Linked DNA regions of Neogale vison: region 1 is linked to region 2. Evidence: chromatin contacts called from public Hi-C data. All regions are on one chromosome and are shown on one strand. Each heading gives the region's core, a stretch centred on a gene start, on an enhancer-like site or on the middle of the called end of the contact. The rest is flanking DNA. Distances are from core to core; before and after follow the strand shown.

Region 1 (2,700 bases), core at 23-2,522, 190 kb after region 2:
GGGAAAACCCGCTAGGGTTAGAAGGCAAACAGAGCTAAAGGTACAGAATGTCAGAGCAGAAGAGGTCCTTAGAGATTCAACTCCATCACTGTATTCCAGGATGGGAGTCACCCAAGGTTGCAAAGCGAGTGTCAGAGTTAGAACAGTATCTCCCAATTCCCCAGTCTTGGTTCTTTCCGTCATGCCACGACGCTATCTCATTTCAGCAAACCTCCAATGGTTGCATCCAAATAGCCAACATTCTCCAAATGAGACAAGCAAGCTACAGAAAAACTAAAGCCGGGGCTTTACATTCTTCAGGTTAACCCCAGGGCTCTCCACAACCCCTGCTGGGAGCCACCTACCCACCCAGGAGCTTACTCCAATTCCTATTTCGTATTTCGGCACCATTTACACAAAATAGCAGGGCGTTGGAAGCAAAACCTACAGAGTGATGAGGCTGCAGAAAAAATCGTGAACACTGAAACAGGGAACCACACCCAGAATCAAGCCAATCCGGGGATGGAGAATGCAGAGCTAAAAAAAGGGAGCGCCAGAAGAGGAGAGGACGGGAGAGGGTGCCGTTCACACGTCAAGTTGTCTGCAGGAGGCGGTGTGCTGAAAAGCAAGCCGCTGCTGGAGCCTGGGGAGACTTGGATTCTAGTCGCAGGGCTGCCACTAACTCACTGCGTGACCTTAGGCAAGCCCCGAGCCTCGATTTCCCCAACTGTCCTAGAAGGGGGCTGCACCGGCGGGGGGGAGGGGGTCCCAGTTCTGGAGCTCTATGACCCGAAGACCCACCATCGCAAGTCCCCCAAGCAGGGCTCTCACAGAGGGCGCGTGACCTGCCCGAGGCGACGGGGCCCCTTTGGGAAGCGTGGAAGAAGCCCTGGCTCGTCGTCTGGCTGACCCTTCCCAGCTCGATACCTCAGTTTCCCCACCTGTCAAACGGCAAGGGGAGGTCAAGGGAGACAGTGCCGCCAGACAGTGCTCGCCTCATCCCGGGAGGGGTGCCCGAATCTTATCACCGCTGAGGATGGGAAGCCGGGGAGACTCGGACCCGCACCCCAAGTCGGTCAGTGCCTGACCCCGAGCATCCGCTGCGCCCCCGAGGAAGACGACGTGGGTCCCGCCTGAGACAGTGACTCGCCGGCAGCCCCGGCCGGTCAGCGAGAAGACTCACCGCTCGAGCTCCGGCTCCGGCTCCCGCTTCGGTGCAGCCCACCTGTCCTCGCCTCAGCTCGGAGCCCCTGCCATCCCCCTTAGCTGCCGGGGCTCGCGGCTTCCGGGCCGCGTCACGTGACGCCAGAGCCCCAGCCGGAGACCCGGGTCACGTGTCCCCGCTCGCGGTAGCTCCTCTGTGTCACGAAGCTCCGGAACCCGGCGCCGCAGCACCACCTGGCGACCAGTTGTTGTCACTGCAGGCAGGGCGGTGCTCGGGGGGCCTGGGGCCTGGGACAACGGGGCGGGGCGCTGAGCTCGGAGCGCGGCCGGCGAGTCCCTTGAGCTCTGACCCCTGAGCCCTGAGCTCCTGTCTACACACGCGGCGTTTTCCTTACCACGTCGCGGGGAGCATATGTTGCTTTTATAATACAAAAAAAGACATCTTTTTTAAAAAAATCACCTAGTCAGGTTTTTCGAAGCTTACACAAACCCATTTGTGGTTGCTCCTGGAAATGGGACTATGTGAGGTAAGGAAACATTATCTTTTCAATATATTTAAACACTTAAGTAACATTTTTAAATGGATGGCAACATTTCAGGATGTTTGAGGCGTATGTGTTATCTAGCTTTCTCTTGCCTCCTTCGCCCTGAATTCTCCCTTTAAAAATTATGTAACTAAAAAATAAATAAATAAAATAAAAATTATGTAATTATTCACACACAAAAAAGAATAAACTACTGATACGGCTACAAAATGGATAAGTCTTAAAACAATTGTACTGAGTAAAAGAAATCAGAAAACATATTCCATTTATTCCATTTCCATATTCCATTATTTCCTATTTTAGAAATAGGAGATGTTAAATAATCGTCAGTGACAGAAAACACATCAGTGGTTGCCTGGGAGTAGGTGGGGAGGTCAGGAGAGGAGAGATTATGAAAGGTCATAAGGAAACTTGCCAGGTGACAAATATTTTCACTACCTTGATAGTGGTGATGGTTTCACAAGTGAATATAAATTTAAATTATCAAATTATACACATTCAGTACGTGCAGTTTAAAAAGAAATAAAAAATTTAAAATATGTGCAATTTATTGTATGTCAGTTATACCTCCATGAAGCTGTTAAGATAGTAAGTAAAAATTATATAATACATGAGTATATTCTTAGAAATGTTAGACAATATATAAATATATAAACAGTGAAAAATTCCCTTCTTCCAAATTCACTCTCTTCTCCAAAGAATTACACAGTTACCAGCATGTATTATTCTCCATATCCTGTATTATGTATTTATAGAATTATTTGTAGAGAGAGACATACAGAGATTTGTGGTATTAAAATATAGAGTCGTGAATAGCAGTACTTACTGTTTTGCTTAAGACTTCTGCTCTTCACTGTCTATACTGTCTAAATTACTTCATACGCACACATTACTTTATATATATCCATTTAAAATCTTTATATGTCCTATAACCGATGCATATGTTTTTAAAAATATACCCGTTGGTTCATTTCACCAGGGAAAGAGAAAAGAATGCAGATTCATGCTCAGT
Region 2 (2,786 bases), core at 280-2,779:
CCCTGAGAAACATTATCTTCATGTCCTTGGTTCTCAGCCATGGGACATACAGCCAGGCATCGAGCCCTTGGGTGCCCAAGGCTGGCTCCTGGACTTAGCAGAGAAGACAGTGTGCTAGGGGAAAAAGAGAGAAGCCTGCTGACCTGGTCCTGGTCCCAACCCTGGCAGTAACTGCAGGACTACCTCATTCTCGTCTCTGAGCCCCCAACTTTCTGTCTGTGATGAAAGTGTGGTAGGGACACCTTGCTGAACATGGAACCCGATGAGGGACGTGATTCCAGGACCCTGTAATCACGACCTGAGCTGAAGACAGACACTTAACAGACTGAGCCACCCGGGGTGTCCCTCTGGAGAAATGTTGTAATATAATACATAAAGATATTTGTGTGTGCATATATATGTATACATACTTTAATTAATTAATTAATTAATTATAAACATATAATATATCTTTATCCCCAGGGGTACAGGTCTGTGAATCGCCAGGTTTACACAATTCACAGCACTCACCATAGCACATACCCTCCCCAATGTCCATAACTACACCCCCCTTCTCCCAACCCCCTCCCCCCAGCAACCCTTAGTTTGTTTTGTGAGATTAAGAGTCACTTATGGTTTGTCTCCCTCCCAATTCCATCTTGTTTCATTTATTCTTCTCCTACCCCCTTAACCCCCCATGTTGCATCTCCACTTCCTCATATCAGGGGGATCATATGATAGTTTTTTGACTTATTTTGCTAAGCATGATATCCTCTAGTTCCATCCACGTCGTTGCAAATGGCAAGATTTCATTTCTTTTGATAACTGCATAGTATTCCATTGTGTATATATACCACATCTTCTTTATCCATTCATCTGTATACATACTTCTAAAAATTTTTTATTTAAGCAATCTCTACACCCATTGTGGGGCTTGAACTCATGACCTTGAGATCCAGAGTCCCATGCTCTCCTGACTGAGCCAGCCAGGTGCTGTAATTAAATATACATTTAATAAAATAATATGTATAATTTAATAAATATACATTTAATAAAATATACATTTTATTACACAGATTGGATTATATTATACATTTTATTATGTGCTTTGTTTGTACTTTAAAGTATCACTAGTAATCTTTCCACAGCAATGATGTATATTTGCCTCTCTCCTTCTGGAGCCTGCATCCCATTCCACGATACAAATGTCCCACAGTTAAATGGCCCTTCTCTGCCCGTCTCCCTCCAGCCCAAGGAGTGTAGAAATCACATGAGGTTGCCCCAGTTCCAGTTCCAGTTCCCGAGTCACTGTGGGAATCTTGTAAGTCTTTCCCTGCCTGCCCATCAATTTTCCCACCTGGTTTAGCAACTTCTGCCTTCCCTCCCGGGGGCTCCTATGAGGGTCTCTTGAGATAACATCTTATGAAGGCCTTTGCCAAAAGCATGCCTTTTTCTGCCCCTGGAAGGAATTATTTTCACTTGTTCTGAAGAAGAGTCTCTGCATGTACTTGTAACTCCTGCCAAGAAATCTGAGAGGCCCTGAATTCCTCAGCGCCTGGATCCCAGAATCACTTAATCTGCTGGCTGCTCCCTTCCAAGGGGCACTGAAATGAGGGAGTTACATGTTGCTTAAAGGCTTAGAGGGTGTCAGCTTGAAGAGAGGTAAGAGTGAGGGAGCGTCTGCTGCCACTTGGCTCGAACTTGCAGATGAAAAGTTTTGGGAGAAGCGAATGCCTACAGGGATTAGGGCAGACACATTGGAAGAGTCAGAGTTCCCCTCTGCTTCTCAAAGATGACAGAGGATTGTCATCATCAAAGCCCTCTGAGGAAGACTTGGACTCTTTCCGTCCAGAACCACTTAGCATAGGGGACTGTGAGCACTGGAAGTTTTGTGGGGGTTGGGGCAGACTGTCAAGGCTGCTTTACCTTACGCAACTCCAGGGGGCTCTGATTACATTGATGGTGCTGTGAACAGTGCCCATGAGAGGTACAAAGTGACGCTGATGACCATACTACAGCAGCCAGTATGATCTTTCTAAAATGTAAAAAAAAAAAAACAAACCAAACAACCAAACCCCAAAACAAAAAACTAATGATTTCTTGTCACACCCAAAATAAAACCCATATATCTCTCTGCATGATCAAGCCTCATTTTCCTAACTTTATGTCCTACCATCACCCTGGCTCATTAAATTGCAAACACATTGACCTTGCTGATCCTCACACTGGTCTAGGCGCCTTAGCTCCTACCTCAGGGCCTTTGCATAGGCTGCCTTTAGACCTTCCCAAAGTTGGCTGCTTCTTGTTATTGAATGCTCATCTTATTTTCAAACATGGGCCCTTTCTATTCACTCCCATCTTATATTCAAGTCCCATCCACAAGAAGCTATGCTCCTTTTGAATACACTCTTCCTTTTTCCAGCAGCTGGCAGATTAAGCTTATTCCATAGAATCAGCACAATACATGGGACCTTATAGACATTCACAGTTACTTATTGAACAAATATTGACTTGAGTCAGGGCAGTGATGACACCTTTGAAACTGTAAGGTGTTGTACTTGGATGAAAGCCATCCCAAGTAGCTGAGAGCAAAAAGAGTCAGAGGAAACTTAGTGTCTCCTAGTTTCAGAAGTTCTTGAAAATCAGAACTTTTCTTTGGGGTCAGTGCATCATTTTATTCCTCCCTGCCTGTATAGGCTTACAAATGGTGGGGCTGGCAGTAATGACCCAATCCAGCTCCTTTACTGTCATGACAGGGAAACCGAGACCTTCTCAAAGGGGAAAAAGACACAGACATTAGAAGTTGA

The links. A called contact is a pair of places that touch in the nucleus more often than the background predicts.
Region 1: a contact with region 2 is called in a Hi-C map of fibroblasts, with 6 times the contacts expected there. The contact joins the promoter of SLC36A1 here to the enhancer-like site in region 2. A contact is called at or near these places in 2 of 3 Hi-C or Micro-C datasets (fibroblasts and muscle).

Annotation. Positions count from the first base shown.
Region 1 is chr1:274,175,254-274,177,953 of ASM_NN_V1, forward strand. It overlaps SLC36A1 (proton-coupled amino acid transporter 1), which reads right to left and starts at 1,273. Exons shown (of 11, transcript XM_044231101.1): 1 at 1,163-1,273.
Region 2 is chr1:273,983,587-273,986,372 of ASM_NN_V1, forward strand. No RefSeq gene overlaps it. Among named protein-coding and RNA genes, the nearest start is that of SPARC, 33 kb to the left of the region's middle. Within about 2 kb of position 1,530, the one cell type or tissue checked has open chromatin away from gene starts, as enhancers often do. A contact at or near this core is called in fibroblasts, where this site is marked.